2 separate regions of the Mus musculus genome follow, and region 1 is linked to region 2. Evidence: chromatin contacts called from public Hi-C data. All regions are on one chromosome and are shown on one strand. Each heading gives the region's core, a stretch centred on a gene start, on an enhancer-like site or on the middle of the called end of the contact. The rest is flanking DNA. Distances are from core to core; before and after follow the strand shown. Region 1 overlaps Gm36319 (a long non-coding RNA gene). Region 2 has its middle 16 kb from the start of Mbl2.

Region 1 (3,901 bases), core at 871-3,370, 120 kb before region 2:
AAGGAAGGAAGGAAGGAAGGAAGGAAGGAAGGGGAGGGAGAGAAAGAGAGAAGGAGGAGGAGGACGAAGAGAAGAGAGGGAGAGAGGGAGAGAGGAGAGAGAGAGAGAGAGAGAGAGAGAGAGAGAGAGAGAGAGAGAGAGAGAGAGAAGGAAGCAGGAGGAGTAAAGGCCAGAAGAGGAAATGATGAAAAGCAGTAACGAGAGGAGGCAGGCAGCAGACATGTGTCCTGTAAACTGTTTTTTCCTCTGAATTGCTTCAAGGTTTAATTAGTCATAGGCTGCTCATTTGGAGGTTCCTCCACTTCCTTCTTCAGTTCTGGACAACTTGTTTGTATACACATTTGTATTCTGTTTGTCAGCAATCTGCTGGTGTTAGTAAGAAGGGTGAAATATGATAGGAAAGTTGCCTACCAAGGTACCTATGTAAAAGCCAAAGAAAATGCTCTTCAGGAGAGTCAGCTGCATGCTGAGAAGTTTCTTGGGGCTTGATAATGTTCCCATTCTATGCTTGGGCAGTGCTGAGGGCGAGAGGGATTTATTCTTTGTTATTAGGTGGGTTTACACCCTGTTGTTTGGGGTCTTCTTTATTCAGTCTGTGGCTGAAGTTAATTTCAGAACAATATGGGAAAAAACTATCTTAAATATTTTGTTTTAATATCTTTATAATTAGCTTCAAAGCATGCTCGATTCGTGAGGATTAATTATCAAATCTACCAGTTTACAGTGGTTCGGTAGTAGCAGCTCTAAAACGCTGGCCCCAGCTACGACTGTGAAAGCAGTAAGAACCTCCTGCTAATCAGCGCTTAGTAAGACCACAACCAGGCACAGACCTTGGCTATTTCTCTTCAACCCTAGGAATGACTGTGTATCTTTTCCTCCCTCAATATATGGAACGTAAGGTTTTACATTTATTGTTATGTTAAGTAGAGTTACATGGGCAGCAACAGTTGTGTGAAATATCATTGACTTTAGTACTCCACACACCAACACAGTAGAGCTATTACTTAGTGTTCACAAATGTATGCATTAGATATGACCAGCTAATAGGTCTCTGTTTTGTGGGTATTATAACCTGGATTTTATTTACTTTTGTGTTTGTTTGTTTGTTTGTTTGTTTGTTTGTTTAATGTAGGAAAAGAAAAGGCACTAGATAAAAATTACTTGATATTTACATAAATCATTCAAAATTCCAAGGCAAATCAAACTAAAATAAAATGTGTATCTGTAAGTCAAAATGAGAATTTTTTTTTTCAAGGCTGATATTTTCTGGAGGAAAAAGATATCCAGATTCACAAATTTTACAACTACCAAAGTTGGGATAGAAGAGCTGATTTGTCTGGTAGAGAGTCTGCATACAATCTGAGATGGTTCTGAGTGATAAAAACAATATACTTTCCTTGATTTTTTTTTCCAGCACAAAACATCAAGCATGAATTTTAGGAGTAAGAGGTGGGGAACATCAAATGCTCTAGTTCCACAACTTCAAATATCTATCAAGACGCAAATCAACTGAATATGTACAACAAAAATTAAAAATGGTTTCCAGACAAGCCCACTGGAAATTCTTGGTAGGAAGAGAATTGCCAGAATAGCAGACTCCACTCTCCGTTTTCCCCTTGTCTTAAAATGTAGGGGATTAGCAGATTATCTGCCTTGGCCTTGTACCTCACTGGTTTATTTCTGAGTCCCAATATTCATATTTTGACAGAGTTACTTATTTACAAATATTTAATACCACGAACAGGGACAGTTTGAGAATCTAAACAATAGTGTTTATGTATAGTCAGCCTCCCGGTACAACTTTATGGCCCATTTCCCAGCTCACATTTTCTCAGGCAGTTATTTCCTGTGGAGGTTTCTGCAAGTAGTCATTTCTTAGGAGAATGGTAGTTAAAATAATAGCGCTTTTAAAGAATTAGTTTAGTGATTAGGATTGCAGCCGGTGCGTGCATTTCCTGCTATCTGTGAGAATCCAGAAAGCAGCATTCCTTCCTAATCATTGCAAAAACAAAAATTCCTTGTAATTTCTTTTTTTTTCCCCCACTGGAAGACTGATAAGTGATTGGAGCAGCAGAGCGTGGCACTGTGGGGACACTGTGCTTTCAGAGAAACAGAACAGGAAACACACCAAGAAAGGCAACCTTGATTTCCTCAGACAAACTGACAGCTGGCAGATGTATGTTTAGATAGGAGTGATACAATCAAAGGTTTACTGTATCATAACAAAGAGGTCTGCATGTGATCAAGCTTCCAACCAGTCTCTTGCACACACTGTTTTGGAAGCAGTATTATTTATTTGGTTGTAGACGTTGAATGAAAGACCGTAGCTCTTCAGAAGGCCGGCTTATAATGAGGAACAGTTTTGAGAACACACACACAAAAAAATTAAAACAGCCTTCCATTTTAAACCGGCGTAGTGTAAGTTTGGTGCCTGGAAGAACAATGTGATTTTATCAGAATGAACACAGTGTTTATTTATTTATTTATTTATTTATTTATTTATTTATTTATTTATTTGGAAATGCTTACAATGCAACTTCTTTTTTCTTGTCCAAACATTTCACTCTTCCTTACCTATCAAGGAGAAATGTCTGGGACTGGAGAGATGGCTGCATGGCTGAAACCACTCACTGCTCTTCCAGACAACTGGGAGTTCAGTTCCCAGCACCAATGTCTGATGGTTCACAGCCTCCTTCATCTCCGCTTGCAGGGGGTCTGATATTCCTCTTCTGGCCTCTTCAGGTACCAGCACAAATGTGACACACATACACAAAGACACACAAATGCACAAATGAAGGTAAGAATAAACTTTTAAAAAAATTATTACTACTTTTTTTTTTTACAATCCAGTCGTTGTACCCCTCCCAGTCCACCTTACAGTTCTGCATCCCATCCTTCCTCCCCACTGATTCCAAGAGAATGTTCCCCACCACCCTCTAGGCCTCACCACTCCCTGGGGCTTCAAGTCTCTCAAGGGTTAGGTGCATCTCCCCCCACTCAGGCCAGACCAGGCAGGCCTCTGCTGTATATGTGTCGGGGCTTTGGACTGGCTCATGTATGCTGCCTGGCTGGTGGCTCTGTGTCTGATAGATCTCAAGGGTCCAGGTTAGTTGAGACTGCTGGTTTTCCTATGAGGTCGCCCTCCTCCTCAGCTTCTTCCAGCTTTTCCCTAATTCAACCACAGGGGTCCCCAACTTCAGTCCATTTGTTGGGTTTAAGTATCTGCATCTGTCTCTATCAGCTGCTTGTTGGGCTTCTCAGAGGGCAGCCATGCTACGCTCCTGTCTGTAAGCACACCACAGCATCAGTAATAGTGTCAGACCTCGAATCCTCCCCTTGAGATGGATCCCAATCTGGGCCTGTCACTGAATCTCCTTTCCCTCAGTCTCTTCTCCATTTTTGTCCCTGAAGTTCTTTAGACAGGAACAATTCTGGGTCAGAGTTTTTGACTGTGGGATGGCAACACCACCCCTCCACTTGAAGCCCTATCTTTCTACTGGAGGTGAATTCTACAAGTTCCATCTCCCCGCTGTTGGGTATTTAATCTAAGGTCCCTGCCCTTGAGTCCTGAGAGTCTCTCACCTCCAGGTCTCTGGTACATTCTATAGGGTCCCCACACCTCCTACCTCCTAAGGTTTGCCTATTTCCATTCTTTCTGCTGGCCCTCAGGGCTTCAGTCCTGTTCCCCACCACCACCCAATACCTGATCAAGTTTCCCTCTTCCCCTCCCTGTCACCTTTCCTACCCTGGTCCCTGCCTCTCTGCCTCTGGTCTCTGCCACTCCTGTGATTGCTTTCTTCTCCCTCCCAAGCAGGATTGGATATCTTCACTTGGGCCTTCAGCTGGCTTGTTAACCTTCTTAAGGTCTGTGGATTTTATTCTAGTTATTGTGGACTTTTGG
Region 2 (3,901 bases), core at 394-2,893:
TTAGTCTCTGGGAGCTCCCAGGGGTCCGGGTTGGTTGACACTGTTGGTCTTCCTATGGAGTTGTCTTCCCCTTCAGCTCCTTCAATCCTAAGGTAGTTGGGGCTGTAATAACATCAGATATGCTTTGAAGTTTGTAGTTATAGGACCTTAGGAGTTGTTGGGGATCACACTTTGAGTACATGGCACATTGAAATAAAATAAAACTTATTTATTTACAAGCAAGGTCCTATTAACCACAACTCCAGAGCCATGAGCATCAAGCACAACAGATACAATGTATCTTTTCCTAGATCAAGCACAATACACAATGTATCTTTTCCTAGATACATTGAATAACAAAGAAAATGACAAAGGTTAAACCATGAAGAAATAATAGGAGTATTAGATACTGTATTAGATTCTCAGGCAGAATCTATTTTAATTTTTAAAGGTGGTGGTACTATTTTGCCTTTGATTGTTTATTTGTTTGTTTGTTTGTTTTGCTTTTTGCTTTTATTTTAAGGCACAGCCTAGCTGGGCAGTGGTGGTACACACCTTTAATCCCAGCACTTGGGAGGCAGAGACAGGTGGATTTCTGAGTTCGAGGCCAGCCTGGTCTACAGAGTGAGTTCCGGACAGCCAGAGCTATACAAAGAAACCCTGTCTCAAAAAAAAAAAAAAAAAAAAAAAAAAGACACAGCCTAATCTAGCCCAAGCTGGCTCAGACCTAATGTGTAGCCAAGGATGACTTTGAACATCTGGCCATCTTGCCTTCACCTCCCAAGTGCTAGAATTAGGGGGCTGTGCCACTTCATGCCTAGTTAATGTGGTTTTAGGATTAAACTGAGGGCTTGATGCACACTAGACAAGCCATGTGCCAACCAGGGTTCATCCCAGCCCCTTGGTTGTCCTGTCTGATGAAAGTGTTTCATCAGATAAGGTGGGTCACATCAGGAACTTCAGCATTTGGAAGGCTTAATCAGGAGGATCATACACTTAGGACCAGCCTGGGCTACATAGTAATTTCCAGGCTAGCCTGAGTTAGAGAATGGCAGATTGTCTCAAAGGGTCAAAAGCGGAAGAAAAGAGGGGCAGAAGGAGAAAGAGGGGAAAATAGAGAGAAGCTATTGTTCTGAAATACGTGATTTAAGTTAGGTTTAAGGGGATATGATCTGTGTTTAAAAATAATTCAATTTGGTCAGCAGAGAGAGGCAATGAGGTATCAGTAGAAGTCAGTGAATTCGTCAGGGATTTGGGGGGGTTGGTTTTTGGGTTAAGGGGAATTAGTTTTCATGTTTTTTTCTTATTTCCATTATGTTAATTTTTCCATAATAGAACCTGACCTGAAATATTACTGGACTTATTTTCAGTAATCACAATTTTTCAGTGTCTCCCAAATTCTTTCAACAATTTTCTCTGGACATAAATGAGTAATTTATTATTTTGGAATATTTGTATCTTTCATGTTTCCAATGACGACTGAATTAACATGAACACCACAGTAATTACTTAATTGTCAAAACTTGTTTCCTTTGAAAAGCAGCGATTTGAAGCATGTCATGAAAATAATTTTACTAAAATACATTTCTTGCTACACAGTGAGCTTCTTGCGATGGATTTCCTGGTAGCTTGGGTAATTCTCCAGGGGAAGAGCGCCCTCTGCTGTCTTAATGAAAATTGTCGCCACAACTGGGGCACAATCCGTCGAGTGCCTCCTTGATTGTTCCCAGTGTGAGTCATTTCAAACAAGCATAAGAGCAAAGCCGATGTTGTGGAGATTTAAAAATGAATATATAAATGTTCTAAGTGCTTTCATCTCTTCTATATTCTTTATAGTTTGTGTCTTTCTTTATTCCAAACATGCACCAAAAATGAGAAAACTAATTCTTTTATTTGAAGAAAGAATTCTTTCAGTAAGTGTAATTTTTTAAATTGCATGATAAGGCATCTGAATTTTTGTTACAGTTTTCTTTGGAGGATATGAGTTGGTTGGTGGGTGGGTGGGTTTGATTTTGGTTGTTGTTTTATTGGGGGGTTTTTTGCCATTTTTCCACCTATAATCTTGAGCAACAGGTCAATACATATTTATCAATGTCTGTTAGACGCTTTGAGCCCTGACACAATGAAATAATGTCGATAATTAAAAAGAGCTATCACTGCTGACCATGTTGGATCTCAAAGCATTATACTGAATGCCCATGAACTATACCAATAAATATACAAAGTTGGATTCCTTGGAGAATAAAGTGTATTAAAAATGATACGAAATAAAGCAAAAAAGACATTTGAACAATCCTCTATCACCATCATTGGTATTCTGGTGACACTGGGAGTGGAACTTAGGGCCTCCCCCATGCTGGGTAAGTTTTTTACTACTGAACTAACGCTCCAGTATTCAAGAGCAGAATTTCCATAAACAAAATCAAGACCACTTAGGAATCGTGTCTGGAATCATGTTTAAGCCCAGACAGAAAGGCTCATGATAAACAACCTGGTCAATATACCTCTCTAGAACTAGGGTGGGCCCTAAATTCTTTCAAATCCTCTCCAGTTCTCCACAATGGTTAAGACAGCCACCTTTCTGATGACAGCCCACGCAGACTAAAACCTCACTGTCTAGAGTCCTCAAAAAGTAGAGCGTATAAGCCTAAACTCCACACATACACCTTTCAGCAAACTGTTACTAACCAGTCCTATGCTGTAGGTCTCCCTTATAAAAAGGCTTTCCCAAAATGAGCATCAATACACGTGGATTCTGTTTTCAGGTCTTTGATTAATCTCATCTCTGCTGTCTTCATCTTCCATACTACATACCTGGGAAACACACCAGCGTGGTTTTAGAAACCTTTGTGTAAGAGCATGTGGTTTGTCCACCAACTTCATATCACTATCAGAGGCATGATCATAAGAAAGAAAGAAAAATCTCTAAGTCTCCAGCCTCCTGTTCAAAGCCCCAAGTCACGGAAGCTGTAACTCAGAGGAGTAACGTGAACACATGTGAAGCAAGCTAGCTCAACTTGAAGTGCAGATCAGGCAAAGCGTGGCACAGGGGCGGGGCGGGGCGGGTAGAAACAATCCGCGTGCTTTCAAAGAGGCTGCGGCAGTCTAGGTGGGTGGATAAACTAAGTAGCTATCTGGTAAGAGTGGCCAGAAGGAGGCAGCACTGAGCAAGGCTGAAGGGCCTGAACGATCTGACAGTGGCTACCTACCAAAGTAAATGATTTGGCTCCATGACAATCATTTAGCAGCCACTGTTTGTTGTATTACTTAGCAGTTTCCAACCTGTGGGTCAAGACCCCTCTGAAAGTTGGACGACCCTTGCACAGCAAAGCTACAGTTATGAAGTCGCAATCAAATAATTTTATGGTTGAAGGGTCACCACTACATGAGGGACTGTGTTAAAGGGTCTCAGCTTTAGAGAATTGTGTACTTCTGGGCAGATGGTGGGGCTGTTCACCGTAGCCTAAGACCTGGCTGCGGTGCGGTGCACTGAGTGGCTCATGCAATAAGCTCAGGAAAGCCCGTTTCTGCTCTTGACCCAAGCCAGGGCAAGGCTCCACACGTCACACTAGGTGGAGAAAGTGTGGCTCTTCCTCCAGGAGATCCATAGAAAGAGCTCGGAGCTTGCGCAGTCCTCCTTCTTTACCACAGGGCTGCAGGTTCTGAGCTAGCCACAGCTTCTGAGATGAGCAGGAATTCCTTATATGGGTGCTGCTAAGGTTCTAATAAGTGAGGAAGACCAACTTCATAGTAGAGTCGAGCTCTGGAAGCGATCCAGTTCCAGATGGTGCAGACCCTGGTGTGGACCTGGGGGGGTCTACCATGTAGGCGCTGATTGATCTATTGACTGCAGTCATCTGACCGGATCAATCATGACCATTGCCTTACAGTCACTCCGCATTGTGTCCCACCATGTGCCAAC

The links. Hi-C and Micro-C count contacts between places; a contact is called where the count stands out from the background.
Region 1: a Hi-C map of the N1E-115 cell line shows a contact between it and region 2, with 3 times the contacts expected there. The contact joins two enhancer-like sites. A contact is called at or near these places in 1 of 15 datasets of contacts at CTCF or cohesin (CD8 T cells) and 26 of 484 Hi-C or Micro-C datasets (the AML12 cell line, the G1E-ER4 cell line, the HL-1 cell line and 16 more).

What each region holds. Positions count from the first base shown.
Region 1 is chr19:30,370,335-30,374,235 of GRCm38.p6, reverse strand. It overlaps Gm36319 (a long non-coding RNA gene), which reads left to right. Exons shown (of 3, transcript XR_386647.3): 3 at 2,583-2,989. Among named protein-coding and RNA genes, the nearest start is that of Gm36319, 23 kb to the left of the region's middle. Within about 2 kb of position 2,120, at least 13 of the 459 cell types and tissues checked have an H3K27ac peak or open chromatin away from gene starts, as enhancers often do. A contact at or near this core is called in the N1E-115 cell line, where this site is marked.
Region 2 is chr19:30,246,758-30,250,658 of GRCm38.p6, reverse strand. No RefSeq gene overlaps it. Among named protein-coding and RNA genes, the nearest start is that of Mbl2, 16 kb to the right of the region's middle. Within about 2 kb of position 1,643, at least 3 of the 459 cell types and tissues checked have an H3K27ac peak or open chromatin away from gene starts, as enhancers often do. A contact at or near this core is called in the N1E-115 cell line, where this site is marked.